Linked DNA regions of Pan troglodytes: region 2 is linked to region 1. The links are chromatin contacts, called in public HiChIP or PLAC-seq maps. All regions are on one chromosome and are shown on one strand. The core of a region is the stretch at or near the end of the contact, and the rest is flanking DNA. Distances in the headings are between cores, read along the strand shown.

Region 1 (6,881 bases), core at 1,518-4,017:
CCTTTCTAGTTAAACCTGCTTTGTAAAAATTCACTTCCAACTTCAAGGAAGAGCTAGTTCCTAAATCACTTAAACTGCTACTGTTCATTCTTCAAGGCTAGCATTACTCTGATACCAAAACTTGTTACAGACAAGCACAAAAATCAGTAACAATGGACCAATTTTATTAATTATAAATACATTTTAATCCTAAATAAAAGATTAACAAATCAAACCCAGCATGGCTTTCATTTGATCAAAAAATAATAGAACATGACAAAGCAGAGTTTATTTCAGAAATGTAAGAATGTGTTGAACACTAGGAAATCAATGAGCATAATTCATTATATAAAAGAGTCAGAGTAAAAAACGAATATAGTGATAGAGGCTAAGAGACAGTTGGTAAAATTTTGCACTCTTTCCTGATTTAACAGCATGTAGTAAAACAGGATAGAAGAAAATTTCTTTAAAGATGATAGTGTATTTTCAGAACACCAACTAGCAGGCGCAGTGGCTCACGTCTGTAATCCCAGCACTTTGGGAGGCTGAGGCGGGTGGATCACCTGAGGTCAGGAGTTCGAGACCAACCTGGCCAACATGGTGAAACTCCATCTCTACTAAAAATACAAAATTAGCCAGGCATGATGGCATGTGCCTGTAGTCCCAGCTACCCGGGAGGCTGAGGCAGGAGAATTGCTGGAACCCAGGAGGCAGAGGTGGCAGTAAGTCCAGATTGTGCCACTGTATTCCAGCCTGGGCGACACAGTGAGACTCTATCTCAAAAAAAAAAAAAAAAAAAAAAAAAAGAATACCAACTAGCACTAGCACCAAATGGGCACATGCTTGCCTTACTGCATTAAAGCTGGATATCCATTATCTTGTCCTGTAGTCTTAAACATTTTTCTGATGTTTTGACCAATGCAATAGGAAGAAATAAATGCATTATTTGCAGGTGATAATGATTGTCTGTGTACAAATTCATAGAGATGAGCTGTCAAGCTATTAGAACTAACAAGACATTTTTTCATAGTGTGGTAGGATACAAAGTAAATAAACAAAAATCAATAGCTTTCCTAAATTACAGCAATAAGAAATATCTCACTTACAAAAAAACTATAAAATATCTAGGAACAAACTTCCCAAGGATTATGCAAACCTATGTGATTTTTTTTTTTTTTTTTTACAGATGCTGATGCAGATCTGAAAAAAATTGTTAATGCAACTAAAGATACAGAAAACAAGTATTTCTGAATGGAAAGACCCATGATATTGAAAATTTTGAAAAAGAAGAGAATTAGGAGAGGTTCCTTTATGAAAAGGCAAATATATTAAATATGTAATAACTGTGGCATATTTTAGGAATAAGCAGATAATTAATAGAGGAGAATGTTCAGAAACAGATATATATGTGTATGTATACCTATGTATATGTATATGCAAATTTAGGTTGTAATTAACAGTGGCACTTCAAAGTAGTGAGGAAAGAATATTCACTAAATGACATGGGGGCAACTGGTCAACCATTTGGCAAAAACAATCTCTTATTAAACTATTTTATTTCCAAGAATTAATTCCAAGAAGTAAATGGACAAATGTGAAGAAATGCCTGTTGAAGGATTTTTTTGGGATAGTGAAAAATAGAAAACCACTCAAATGTCTATTCAGTAGATTATTTCAAATGTGTGTGTCTATTTGTGTGTACGTAGTATACACATAAGTTATGGAATGCCATGAGTCTACTTTAAAATATGGCCGGGTGCAAGATGGCTCACACCTGTAATCCCAGCACTTTGGGAGGCCAAGGCAGGTGGATCACCTGGGGTCAGGAGTTCGAGACTGGCGTGGCCAACACGGCGAAAACCTGTCTCTACTAAAAATACAAAAATTAGCTGGACGTGGTGGCGCACATCTGTAATCCCAGCTACTCAGGAGCCTGAGGCACGGGAATCGCTTGAACTCGGGAGGCGGAGGTTGCAGTGAGCCAAAATGGCGCCACTGCACTCCAGCCTGGGCGACAGAGTGAGGTTCTGCCTAAATAAATAAATAAAATGATGAAACAGATTTAAACTTAATGGAATGGAAGGATAGCCACATAATCTTTAAAGTGAAAAAAAAAATCAGGTTCTAAATCTATAGGTATTCTTTGATTACATTTTTTTCAATGTGTAGAGGCATAGAAAAGTCCAGAAGGATCTATAATGAGCTGTTTAATTTTCATTTCCTATGGGGTAGATCCTTTGTTGCATGGAAGATTATTTCACTCTGTCAGCTCTCTTTACATCAGTAGGAATACATCCTCATGGTTTTAAACATCTTGAGGGAGCTTTCCTGACACTCTACTCTAGGTAAATATGCTCGCATAGCACTCTCTATTCACCATATTACCTATAAATCATATTGCACTTTTTAACTTTTCTAAACTACTTTTTGCTTTCTTTTCTAGATTATAAAATCTTGAGGGCAGGGATAGTATGTAAAGGTTCCCTTGTGAGCAAATAACCGTCACTTATTGAACTCTGTGTGCCAAATACTGTGCTAAATGCTTTCAATAATCTCACTCTTAGGGAGATATTACTACCATCTCCATTTTGAGGATGAAGATATTGAAAGATTATGAAGTTTCTCCCAAATGCCATTGCCAGGCCTGTGTGACTCTTGGCCGTTACACGGTGATCAATAAAAATTTGTTTCATAGGAAAGAAATACAGCCAGCCGTGGCTTTAAGATCACTGGGTGATACAGTTGGACCAGAAACCCTTTAAACTCCTTCGTCAGACACAGACTCGCAAGCCCCGCCCAGGACGACCGCCCGCGCGCGTACGGATAAGCGTGCAGGGGCGGGGCGAGCTTGTGGGAGTGGGGCGGAGACAGATCTGACTGGCCAACGTCGGGCGGAAGTCGGGAGGTTGGGTGGTCTGTAAACGCTGGCTTGTGACAGGGAGGGGGAGAAGGAAGGCCTTCGTAAAGGTTGCATCTCCGTCCCTTCGCTCCCGGGGACCCGCGGGAAAAAAAAAATCCAACACCCAGGCCCCGCGGCTAGCCCCTTCCCACAGGCTCTCTCCGCTCGATTTTGTCACCGTTATGTGGGAAGCGAATCCAGTGAGTAGCCGGGCGGGACGGGGCGGGCCCAGGGGGCGGGGTTGATGAGAGAGGGGCGGGAGGGGGTCACCGGAACTGCTTCCCCGCGCTCGCTTCAGTCTGGGTGTTGAGTTCCGGGACCGGAGTTCCTGGGCCTTTTGGCTTCTGCAGTCTGTACCTTTTTAAGCAGTGGAAGTGCCTGGGTGGATTCTCCAATGCTTTGTTGTTTTCTTGTTACAATTATTTATTTTACTTCCCGTGATGTTTCAGCCTCATCCCTTCACCATTTGTTGTTGTTGTTGTTGTTTTTGAGACGGAGTCTCGCACTGTTGTCCAGGCTGGAGTGCAGTGGCGTGATCTCGGCCCACCGCAACCTCCGTCTCCCGGGTTAAAGCGATTGTCGTGCCTCAGCCTCCCGACTGCCTTCACTGTTTTTTGAAACTTTGTGTTTTGCTTTCTAATTGGAGTAACTGGCCTTGGAACCTGTAGTCAGTCATTTGCCTCAGGTTTACCTGCCAGTCCCACCAGTCTAAAGCAAGGGAATTGGGACCCCCTTGTCTTGAATGGGCCTAAGAGGAGCCATCAGTTCTCCTTTTCCCTTCTTGGTGGACAGTCGTTTAAAACTTGGAGTATGGACTGTATGTTCTTAGATGTTTTCGTTCGGTGGACAAAGTGATCTGGAGCATTTCAACTGCAAGTCTGCCTTCTTCCTTGGCTGACTCTGGTATTTTCATTATGACTTCATGTGTCTTTGTCTACTTTGCTTTTATACATTTATTTATTTAAAGTGCAACGCAGGGGCAGAAAAGTTTAGTACCTTTCCTCACCACCCATTGTAAGGATCACAGCCACCACTCCTTAAAACAGAAGATAGGTTAACAAGGTAAAAGCAGAGCAAATCTAATCAAAGTTTTACACCACCAGGCACTTCAGAGACCAGGGAGATCTCTGTTTTTAGGCGTAGGACCCATGAAGAATAGACAACTGTGTAAAAATGTGATTGGACAAAGGATATACTCTAATGTTAATAAACTGAGGAAGGAAACCCAGCAAGGTCTGTTTGTTCAGATTCTTCTTGGCCTCTCTGTGTATCATTTCTTCCTCCTACGGAGGAGGAAGGACCCTTCTGGAATGAGGGTCTTAGCGACCTACTATCAGGCAAGGTAGGTTAGAGAATTTCTTTATGGCCAGTTCCTACAGAGAATGGCAGGGAAGCTTAATAGTTCCAGTTTTTATGGTTTGCTTTGTAGGAGAGGGATCCTAGTTTCTATCACTCACCTTGGGGAAGAATTCTGGTTTCTGTAACTCACTTCTGGGACGAAAGATGGGCAGGAGACAGAAGGGCAAGAGATCAGAGGGAGAGGCTGCTTCCGAGGCTGCTTCTGAGGCCTTCCAGTCTCTTTTAGTTCAAAGTATTCAGCATGCCAAAGTGTCATACTTCGGGGTAGTATTTTCTGAGCCCCAACACAACCCTCAGAGAGTGGGATCTATTTGCCCAGAGTATTCTTCTGTTGTTATGGTTGAAACTGCCTGGTAAGGTGGCAGATGTATGGTATTTAAAACTTAGGAGTTGACTGGAAAAATGGCAGAATCACATTTCAGCAAGTTGTTGGACTAAATACAGTCGTGCGCCTCTTAACAATGGGGATATGTTCTGAGAAGTTCGTTGCTGGGTGATTTTTTTCAATGTGCCAACATCATAGAGTGTACTTTCATAAGCCTGCTACACACCTAAGGCTATATGGAATAGCCTATTGCTCTTAACCTAGAAATCTGTACAGCATAGTATTGTACTGAATACTGTAGGCATTTGTAACACAATGGAAAGTATTTATGTATCTAAACATAGAAAAGATACAGTAAAATAAAGTATTACAATCTTTGGGACCACTGTTGTATATGCGATCCATGGTTGACTGAAACCTTTTATGCAATGCATAATTGTATATGAAACATCAGAAACTACTCCTATGCTGAGATAACTGCGTAAATTTACTTTAATAACCCCTAATGTCCATATTTGCAATAATTTCCTATAATCAGTATTCTTCCCCTCTCATTTCTGGAATATATTTCCAGATAAGTTAGAAAGTTTATCAGTACATCTCCCTATGTTTTTAAGTGAAGTTTTTATCCAGTAGAAACTAGTCTGTTGGTCTGGATTTGGTAGTTGCACATTATGGTTCCTTCTTGTGCATCATATAACAATAGTCATCATCTTAGTATTTTCGATTCATACGTATAATACTCTCTTCAAGCTGCATTAGAGGAAAGTAATTACTTGTATTTGATTTTAGCAAAAATAATTTAGAATAATGAGAATGTGCTCTCTGCTTATATATTCAGTTTCACTATCTGTCATCAACAACCTTCATTTTGTATTTATATCTTTATGTAGCTATTATTCCATTTTTGTTATCAGTCCTTCTTAATTTTTCCATAACAAACCCTTTAGCCACCCAAGTCATATGTCTTACTCAAGGTTTTAAATCTTTCACTATATTGTAAGATCCACAAGGACAGGGGGTTTTCTCTGTTATTTTTCCTATAGTATCTTCAACTAGAGAACAGAACCTGACACATAGTAGGCACTCAATAAATATTTGTTGAATTCATGGTGGTGGTTGTACCAGCAAGGACTAAAGATAATTCTTTGCTCCTACTATGAATTTTCCCTCCTGCTTCACACATACATCAGAATTTGCTGTTGGATTATTTGTGTGTTTGTGAGAATTATAAAGGCATTAATGAATGTCTTCTATACTTGATTTGTTATATCATTATCTCATTTCTTTGTAAGCAATGGGTTTTCTTTGAAATCACCTGTGTGATTTTGCTAATTTCAGCAGAGCAGGCTGACTTTTGTTAAAAGTGGGGAATCCTCCACAGATCATCTCACATTCTTCTTTTGCCACCCAAATAAGACATATTTGTCTTATTGCTACTGTATTTTATTATTACTAATAGTTTTTCTTCCTATAAGCATATGAATGATCAGTAAGCGCAATTTGGTTTTAAAAATCAACATTCTACGTGTGGGTTTCTCTAGTAATTTGTTAGTTTATTTTAGTTTCGCTTTCCTGGTTTCACTTACCACAATTTCACTTACCGGAAGTCAGCTGCGGTCTGAAAATATGAAATGGAAAATTCCAGAAATGAACAATTAATAACTTTTAAGTTGCATACTGTACTGTGTAGTGTGATAAAATCTCATGCCATTGTGCTCCATCCTGCCTGGGGCCACGAATCATCCCTTTGTCCAGCATATCCACACTGCATATACTCTACCTGCCTGCTGGTCATATAATAACATGTAATGTCACTCACTTATTTATTGAGCACCTATTATAAGCTAGTTAGTGCGAAGTCCCAGGGTTTACAGTGGTGAACAGAACAGACTAGGCTCCAGCCTTTATGGGTTTGCATTCTGGTGCAGGCAGGCAGATATTAAACAAATAATTATGCAAATACATTTAATTTAAATTGTGATAAAAAGATATGAAAGAAAAAGAGTACTATGACAGTGTAGGGGGAGCTAATACTAGACTGGGCAATCAGGAAAGGCCACCCTGTGAAAGTAACTTTTATAGAGATCTGAAGGAATGAGCAAGCGTTAGCCAGGTAAAGGTTGGCTGGAAGGTGGGGAGAGCTGTTCAGACAGCAGAGATAGTGTGAGCAAAGATCCTGAGACAGAAAGGAGCTTGGTGCTTGAGAAAAAGAGAGAAGCCTATGTGGCTGGGACACAGTGCACCAGAAGACAAGCCTAGGAGGTAGGAACCAGGCCATGCATGGATTTGTGGCACATGTTTAGGATTTTGAACTTT
Region 2 (6,881 bases), core at 2,622-5,121, 670 kb before region 1:
ATCATAGCAGAGTCAAGTAAACGTATGACTAATGCTTAAAAGGCATAACATAAGCCTAACCTTTCTTCAAGGTCTTGTTTTATAGTACAATTAATAGGGATTTTATATACTATGCTGTAACATCTTTGTATCTCAAAAAGACAGTGTTTTCCTTCTTCAGGGATGGAATAGGAGACCAACCTCTATGTGACAACTATGGACTTAGAGTAGTTTAGATCTAAAGAGACTTTTCACCTGGCCTGTTCATTTATCACCTACTAACATAATTTTTATCAGTATAATTATCAGCATAATTATCCCAAATGATTAGAAAACTATCTTTCCAGACCTACCTCATATGCATTTGGGCAATTTAGTCAGTGTTTGAGCTATATATGTCATATAAATTCCGAGGAAATGAGTTTCCAAATCTTTAGAACAAAAATAAGAAGCTTTACTTACCATCACTGTCAGAGTGGTCAAACTGTGAGTAATTGACTGGTTTCTTATGTCTATGACCAAAACAGAATTTTTTCATTAACACAAATGTCAATTTCTCACCACTATTACTTAAGGCTATTAATGAATATTATTTATTTATTTAATATTATTCATTTATTAATAATAAATAATGAATAAATAAACGACATAAATAAAAATGTGTTAAATGAAATGTGTTTCAATAAATGAAAATGTGTTTGGGTTCAAGTAAGAATATTTAACTCTAAAACATGATTTGCATTTTACCACAGGGATTTATCATTAGCTAAAATAGTTACAACTATACCTGATATACCTGGGTATTGTTGGCTTTTCAATTATATGATAAAGGAAAAAAATTCAGGTAACTTACAAAGAATAATCTACATAATTAACATTTATAATTGCCATACTGTTTAATTGCTGTTGGGCATTTGTAAGTTCCCGTTGTACGTGTTCTTCTGTTTTGTGTGTGCATTCTATCTTCCTTACTAGATTATAAATTTCTTGACACTAAAAGCTACTTTCTTTTCAATCTCTCCACAATACCAAATAACATTTTTATGCAACGGACACTTAAAAATGGTGAGTGACCTTGTTCCTACCACCTGAGATGAGTATCCCTTATCTGAAATGCTTGGAACCAGAAATGTTTTGAATTTTGGATTTTTTCAGATTTTGGAATATCTGCATTATATACTTACCAGCTGAGCATCCCAAATCTGAAAATCTAAAATCTGAAGTGCTCCAATGAACATTTCCTTTGAGTGCCATGTAGGTACTGCAAAAGTTTCAAATTTTGGAGCATTTCAAATTTGGGATGCTCAACTTGTACTACTTCAGAGGGCATTAGAAGAAAATGATATTCAAAGTGAAAAAAATAATTTTTTCCTCCCTCCTCTAGGCACTAAATAAAATGTTTTTCTAGTTTTTATTTCTATATTTTTGCCAAATAGCTAAATGTGAATAACCTAATTTGTCAGCTGGTTGTTCTTTCAAGTAAAAAGAATGTTCTATGAAAAAGAGGTAAGCTCAGCTCACAACTCAGACAATCTCACAAGTGCTTTTCCTTGAGATAACTATCACGCATGAGTATACAAAAGTGCTTTATGTGTACTTCCTGTTTCCTCACGCAAAATATTAAAAAGTGCACTCATATTACTCTCTTACTCTTCAGAGTTAAAGAAGTTAGAGCTGAATAAAATGTGAAAACCCCTTTATAAATTCTGAACTTGAATAATAGTAAAATAAAATCAATAGCCTATTTTTAATTAGTATACTTAAGGGTTAAGCTATGATGAATATAATAATTTCCACTACTTCATCAAGCATATTCTTAACTGAAATGATTTTTTTTTTTTTACTTTTAAGAGTATGGCAGTAAACATTGCAAAGACTAGTAGTACAATTTAGTGCCACTGCCTTAATTGTTCTGAGGTGCCAGCAGTTTTATCGTCACTGCAGTGCAAATGACAAAGCAGCGAAAAAGGCAAATCATATCTTAGTATTGTTATGAAAAGAGTTTTGACCTCATAGACCTCTAGAGAAGTTTCCAGGGACCCCCAGAGGTCTGCAGACCATACTTTAACAACTGCTGTTCTTTACAAAGGGATTATGACTCCACTGCCTGGATGCTTAAAACCCATTTCAAATTCAGCATGTTCGAAACAGAAATCTTGATCCCTCACACCTCCTAACCTTCCTTTTCCTAGTCTTCCCTATCTTAATACAAAGATCATCCATCCTGTAGCTCAGACCAAAACTATTGTGGAGTCATCTCTGATTCTTTCTTTCCCTTACCTGTACATCTACTTCATCAGCAAGTTCTGTCCACAGTGCCTCCGAAATACATCCCAAATTCATCTGTTCCATTCCATGCCCACTAATAATACCCTATCCCAAACCGCTCTCCAGTGATATAATACCTGATTTTCCTGCTCCCGTTCTGGTCACCCTATCCATCATTTATTCTCCACCAACAGCCAGTGACCTTTATAAAAGCAAACTTAGATATCTCTCCCCTACTTAAAACCCTCCACTGACTTCCCATTGACTTAAAATAAAACCTAAACTCCTTTCTAAGACTTACAAGACCCTATCTGTTCTGGCACCTGCCTATTTCTCTGGCCTAATCCCCCTACGATTCTCCCCACTGCTTGTTAATCCTACAGCTTTAGACTGTCTCTAAAATATGGTCAAGGATGGGGCCTTGGTTCCTATTCCCTCTACCCTGATCCATGACTCAGTGCATGTATTATCGCCTCAGAGTCACATATTAACTACTATATTTAAAGTAGTGCTTTCCTCTTTCGCACTCTCATATTTCGAGGCTTATTTTCGGCCCCCTAACCTCACCTCCCACTAGAATGTAACCTCCAGCACCTCGTACATTAAAGAAGTGAATATATTCAATAACTTTACTAAATGAATGGATAACTATAGGCTTCCATGGCACTCAACTGTGTAAATAGAAGAATCGTTTCTAATACCACGATGGAAAGCACAGAGGATCTGGAGTGAGATGACTTAGGTTTGAGTATTGCCCTGCCACTTACTGGGCTGTATGACTCAGATAACTTACCCTCTATACGTAGAAATGTTAAATCAATACAACAGGAATGCTTACTCTTTCTATATCAAATAACTACAGTGATGAACAAATAAAATAACACATAATTGGGCGCTCGGTGAAATGTAAAGCGCTGTTCAAACGCTAACAAGGTCTTGGTGAAAGAAACGGCGACGGTTGTGAAGGGAGGCAAAGAGAAGGAAAAAGCTACGATGCTAGGATACTTCTGAGCAACGGGTGGCTCTCACTGGAGACTGGGTTCTTGATAACCGTCCATCCTAACCCCACCATCGCTGCCCTCCGGTCTTACTCGATCCTTTCCCCTTAGTCTCATGTCTTTTCCCTTAGTTTTCTTCCCACCCCCGACGAATGTCAGGAACTACCCACCTCACAGGCCGCACCATGGTCCCTTTCAAGGCTTGGTATTTACAGTTCTCAAATTCTTGTCGGCTTCAGCGGCGGTTTCAATTCCCGCCCAAAACCAGACTTCGGAGCCCTCCGCCCCCTGTTACCAGTCGTCCAATCATCACCAGCCATGCTTGCGGCGGCGCACGCGCTGTGGGGAAAGCGAATTTGCTCCCGCCCTCCCCAAGGCACCGCTTTTCCGTATCCGGTCCACGAGAGCCGAGTTTGTGCTTTGTCCCTGCACTTTCGTCACAACGGCGGATTTGCCCTGTCTCTGAACTACAGAATAACAATAGAAATACACCTTATTGCACCTTTCAAATGGTTAAATTGAAACACGTTGGGACATAGAGGCACTTGGACTGAGAAATTTTCTACAAGATGCCAGGAAATAGAAAAGGATGTGGCGAATCTACGTTCGCGGATCCGCGGGGTGGAAAAAGTATGTCGGCAAGTCAGCTGGTTTCCCCGTGCAGGACGCGCTGACAGCTCGAGTGAGCGGACTGCCCAGGACTTCGGAACTAGACGAGGTGAGTCCAGAACCGAGTGAGGATGCCCTTTCAGACTGACAACCGTTACAGAGGGATTAGTCCCCTCACCCGGCTGAAGTTTCTCAGCTCGACCGTCTGTCTTCCTTTTCCCTGATTAATGTGAGCCTCAGAGCCTCCGCTCTGTTGGCTGTGTGTGTTCGGTCCAGACCTCCTCCCATCCCATTTTCTTATGGGAAACCTTCCTGGATTTCACGGTTGCTAAAACTGAACCAAGGCTTCAGGATAGACCATTAGTCTGAAAAAAGAGCGAGAGGAGAAAGAACTAAAGTTATCAGTTTCTTGAAACACAAGTCTAAATGTTGAACCAGAGCTTTTGTGTCTGCCTTCTCTTTTTTTTTCAACATTCCTGATTCATTCATATTTTTGCATTTATCAGTGGTTGATTCTTTTTTGCTGTGTAGTATTTATCTGATAAAATAAACAAGTTTACTATTCTCCTACTAATACGCATTTTGGTTGTTTCCAGTTTGGGGTATTATAAATAAAACTTATATGAGCATCCTTCTGGGTGTACTTTAGCGAACATATGCGTGTGTGTGTATTTGGATATATACTTAGGAATGAAATTTCTACATCATAGAATAGACATTTATGTAGTTTTGGTAGTTTTCTAACATAAAAATTTGTATTGCTTTACGTTTAATTTTAATTCTTTCTGAATAAAACAAATACCCTATCTCTTTGCATTATGGTGAAATAGACGAAGATTTTTGTGTATAGCCTACATACAGATTTGAAAATATAGTCTGGATAATTCAACTTAGCCCCGCCCCACGACATGTACAAAAGTCCTTTGAGTTTTTTTTATATTTCAGGTGATATCTTTTTAAAGAACCGTATGAATAATTTTTTGTTCTTTATTTTTCCAGTGAGCACCATAAAATAAAAACGCCATACAATCCAACAATTATTTATTAGTTCTTGCCATTCGCAACATCCTGCCTAATATATGGAATACAAGACAGTATTCCTTCCACTTCAAGAAGACTGTTTTCTAGCCAAGAGTAAGAAATAGAGCGTGATAAGTGCCATGATTCAAATAAGTCCAGGCTAATATGAGAGCCTGTCGGGACCCAATCCAGTTTTAGGGAGTTGGATAAGTCTTCCTAGAGGCTTAACTGAGACCTGAAGAATTATCAATTGTTATCCAACGAAATTAAGATCAGTAAGAGTGCTCTAGGCAAAGGAAAAGGCATTCAAAAAGATTCGGCATGGAAAGAGAAGTTTGGTGTTGACAGAAGTTCAGAATGGCTGGAAAATAAGATTTGTGAATTTGTGTGTTAGGAAGGAGAGGTGCAGTTTCTGAGAGAAGAGTGGAAATATAAGCAGGGGTGCTGTAAACTGGGATAAGGAGTTTACATTTTATCCTGAGAGCAATGGAATGTCATAGAAAGTTTTTAAGCGGATGAACAACATGATCAGATAAGTATATTCCTTTTTTAAAAAGGAAGATTACTATAACTTCAGTGTAGAAAATAATGTAAGAACTGATTTGATGGGAGAAAGCCTAGCCATAGGAAGTCCAGTTACAAGGCTGATGAATAAATAAATCTTTAATTGATGTTGATTCTTACTGCCTTTAACTAGATTTTCTTCTTCCTTAGTAGTGTCTAGTTTGCCTTTGGGGTGTGGGCTGGAAGTGGAGGTCCTGTACTCTCCCTTTTCTGTGTATCTTCTTCCCACATGGAAATCTTTCTAACACTTTCTTACTCCCCTTCCCCCAGTCGGATCTCATGACCACAACCTCTAAGTTCTCCAGGATCACTCCTTGGTCCCTGATCTGCTTCTTTGACTTTCTTTTTACCAACGGTTTCTTAAGCTTTGTATTTCCCCACCCATGAACTCTCCCTAAGAATTCTCTCTGCTCTTCTCTCAATGGTCCTTCCCTATTATTGAGAACCCTGCCTTGGAATATAAAGTACTTTATGGCCATAATTTTTTTTCTTAAATCAAGTTTAAAACAAAGTGTCTTTTTTTTTTTTTAAGAAGCACTTTGTTTTCATCATGAAGATGGAAGTACAGGGATAAACACTTGGGAAAAACTAGAATAATTGGCTCGTAGACAAAATCTCTTCAATGGTGGAATGTTTTCTTAGAAGTGGGACAGCAATAATGAAACATAATTTCTTTATGGACTTATAACCTACTGCTTTTTTGTTAGTTCTGTAGAAATCCTGTCAAAGAATATGAAGAAAAACAGAGAAAGATTCTGCAATAGAGAGAGAGAATTTGTATATAAATTTAAAGTAGGAAGTCAGTGCTTAGAACTGAGAGTGCCACTCAGATTTCCTGTTCAAGAGAATGCCAGTCATTTACATGGACGTCTGATGCTGCTGCACAGTTTACCGTGCTTTATAGAAAAAGGTGAGGACTGATTTTTTTTTAAGTATCACCACTTTATTAGTTTCAATAGTCTGTCATTAGAAGTTTCATATTAGAAAGCATAAACCTAAGAAGCTTTGGAAACAGCCATAACATAGGAACTGATTCCAAGAATAAAAACATTTCTCCAGAGCTTTCTTTTATTGAGTGTTTTTTCCTATAAGTGGTAGTTGTTTACAAAATATAAAAATTAGATTTTATAATGAAAAATTAGCTACAAAGTTGGGAATTAGAGGAGCTCTTCTGAATTTAGTTGGGTGAAGTTATAAGGCAGTTTAGCTATCGCTAATTGTGCTAATAGAATTATAGTGCTAAATTGGTTGCCCTTTTAATAATCTGGTCATTAATTTCTGAGATGCCATAGAACAGAAAGTGTACTAATTTTTGAATAGTCTTTGCTTACCTAAATTAGTTTTATAAAGTTATATGTATTAAACCGTTTTTAAAGGTCTGTGCTCTATCTCACAGTCTAGGAAAAATTTAAAATTCAGAATATGTTAGATCACAGGTTAGAG

The links. HiChIP or PLAC-seq counts read pairs in DNA pulled down with a chosen protein or histone mark.
Region 2: an H3K4me3 HiChIP or PLAC-seq map of stem cell-derived excitatory neurons shows a contact between it and region 1, with 2.7 times the contacts expected there. The contact joins the promoter of FERRY3 here to the promoter of PARP11 in region 1. A contact is called at or near these places in 1 of 7 Hi-C or Micro-C datasets (stem cell-derived neural progenitor cells) and 1 of 1 datasets of contacts at active chromatin or transcription factors (stem cell-derived excitatory neurons).

What each region holds. Positions count from the first base shown.
Region 1 is chr10:11,043,606-11,050,486 of NHGRI_mPanTro3-v2.0_pri, reverse strand. It overlaps PARP11 (poly(ADP-ribose) polymerase family member 11), which reads left to right and starts at 2,767. Exons shown (of 9, transcript XM_016922812.4): 1 at 2,767-3,078. It overlaps LOC134807542 (a long non-coding RNA gene), which reads right to left and starts at 4,426. Exons shown (of 2, transcript XR_010148242.1): 1 at 4,336-4,426.
Region 2 is chr10:11,710,401-11,717,281 of NHGRI_mPanTro3-v2.0_pri, reverse strand. It overlaps FERRY3 (FERRY endosomal RAB5 effector complex subunit 3), which reads left to right and starts at 3,871. Exons shown (of 14, transcript NM_001280362.1): 1 at 3,871-3,963; 2 at 6,146-6,348. The coding sequence starts at 6,171. RAD51AP1 (RAD51 associated protein 1) reads right to left here and starts at 3,639. Exons shown (of 9, transcript XM_508941.9): 1 at 3,416-3,639; 2 at 442-491. The coding sequence starts at 3,432.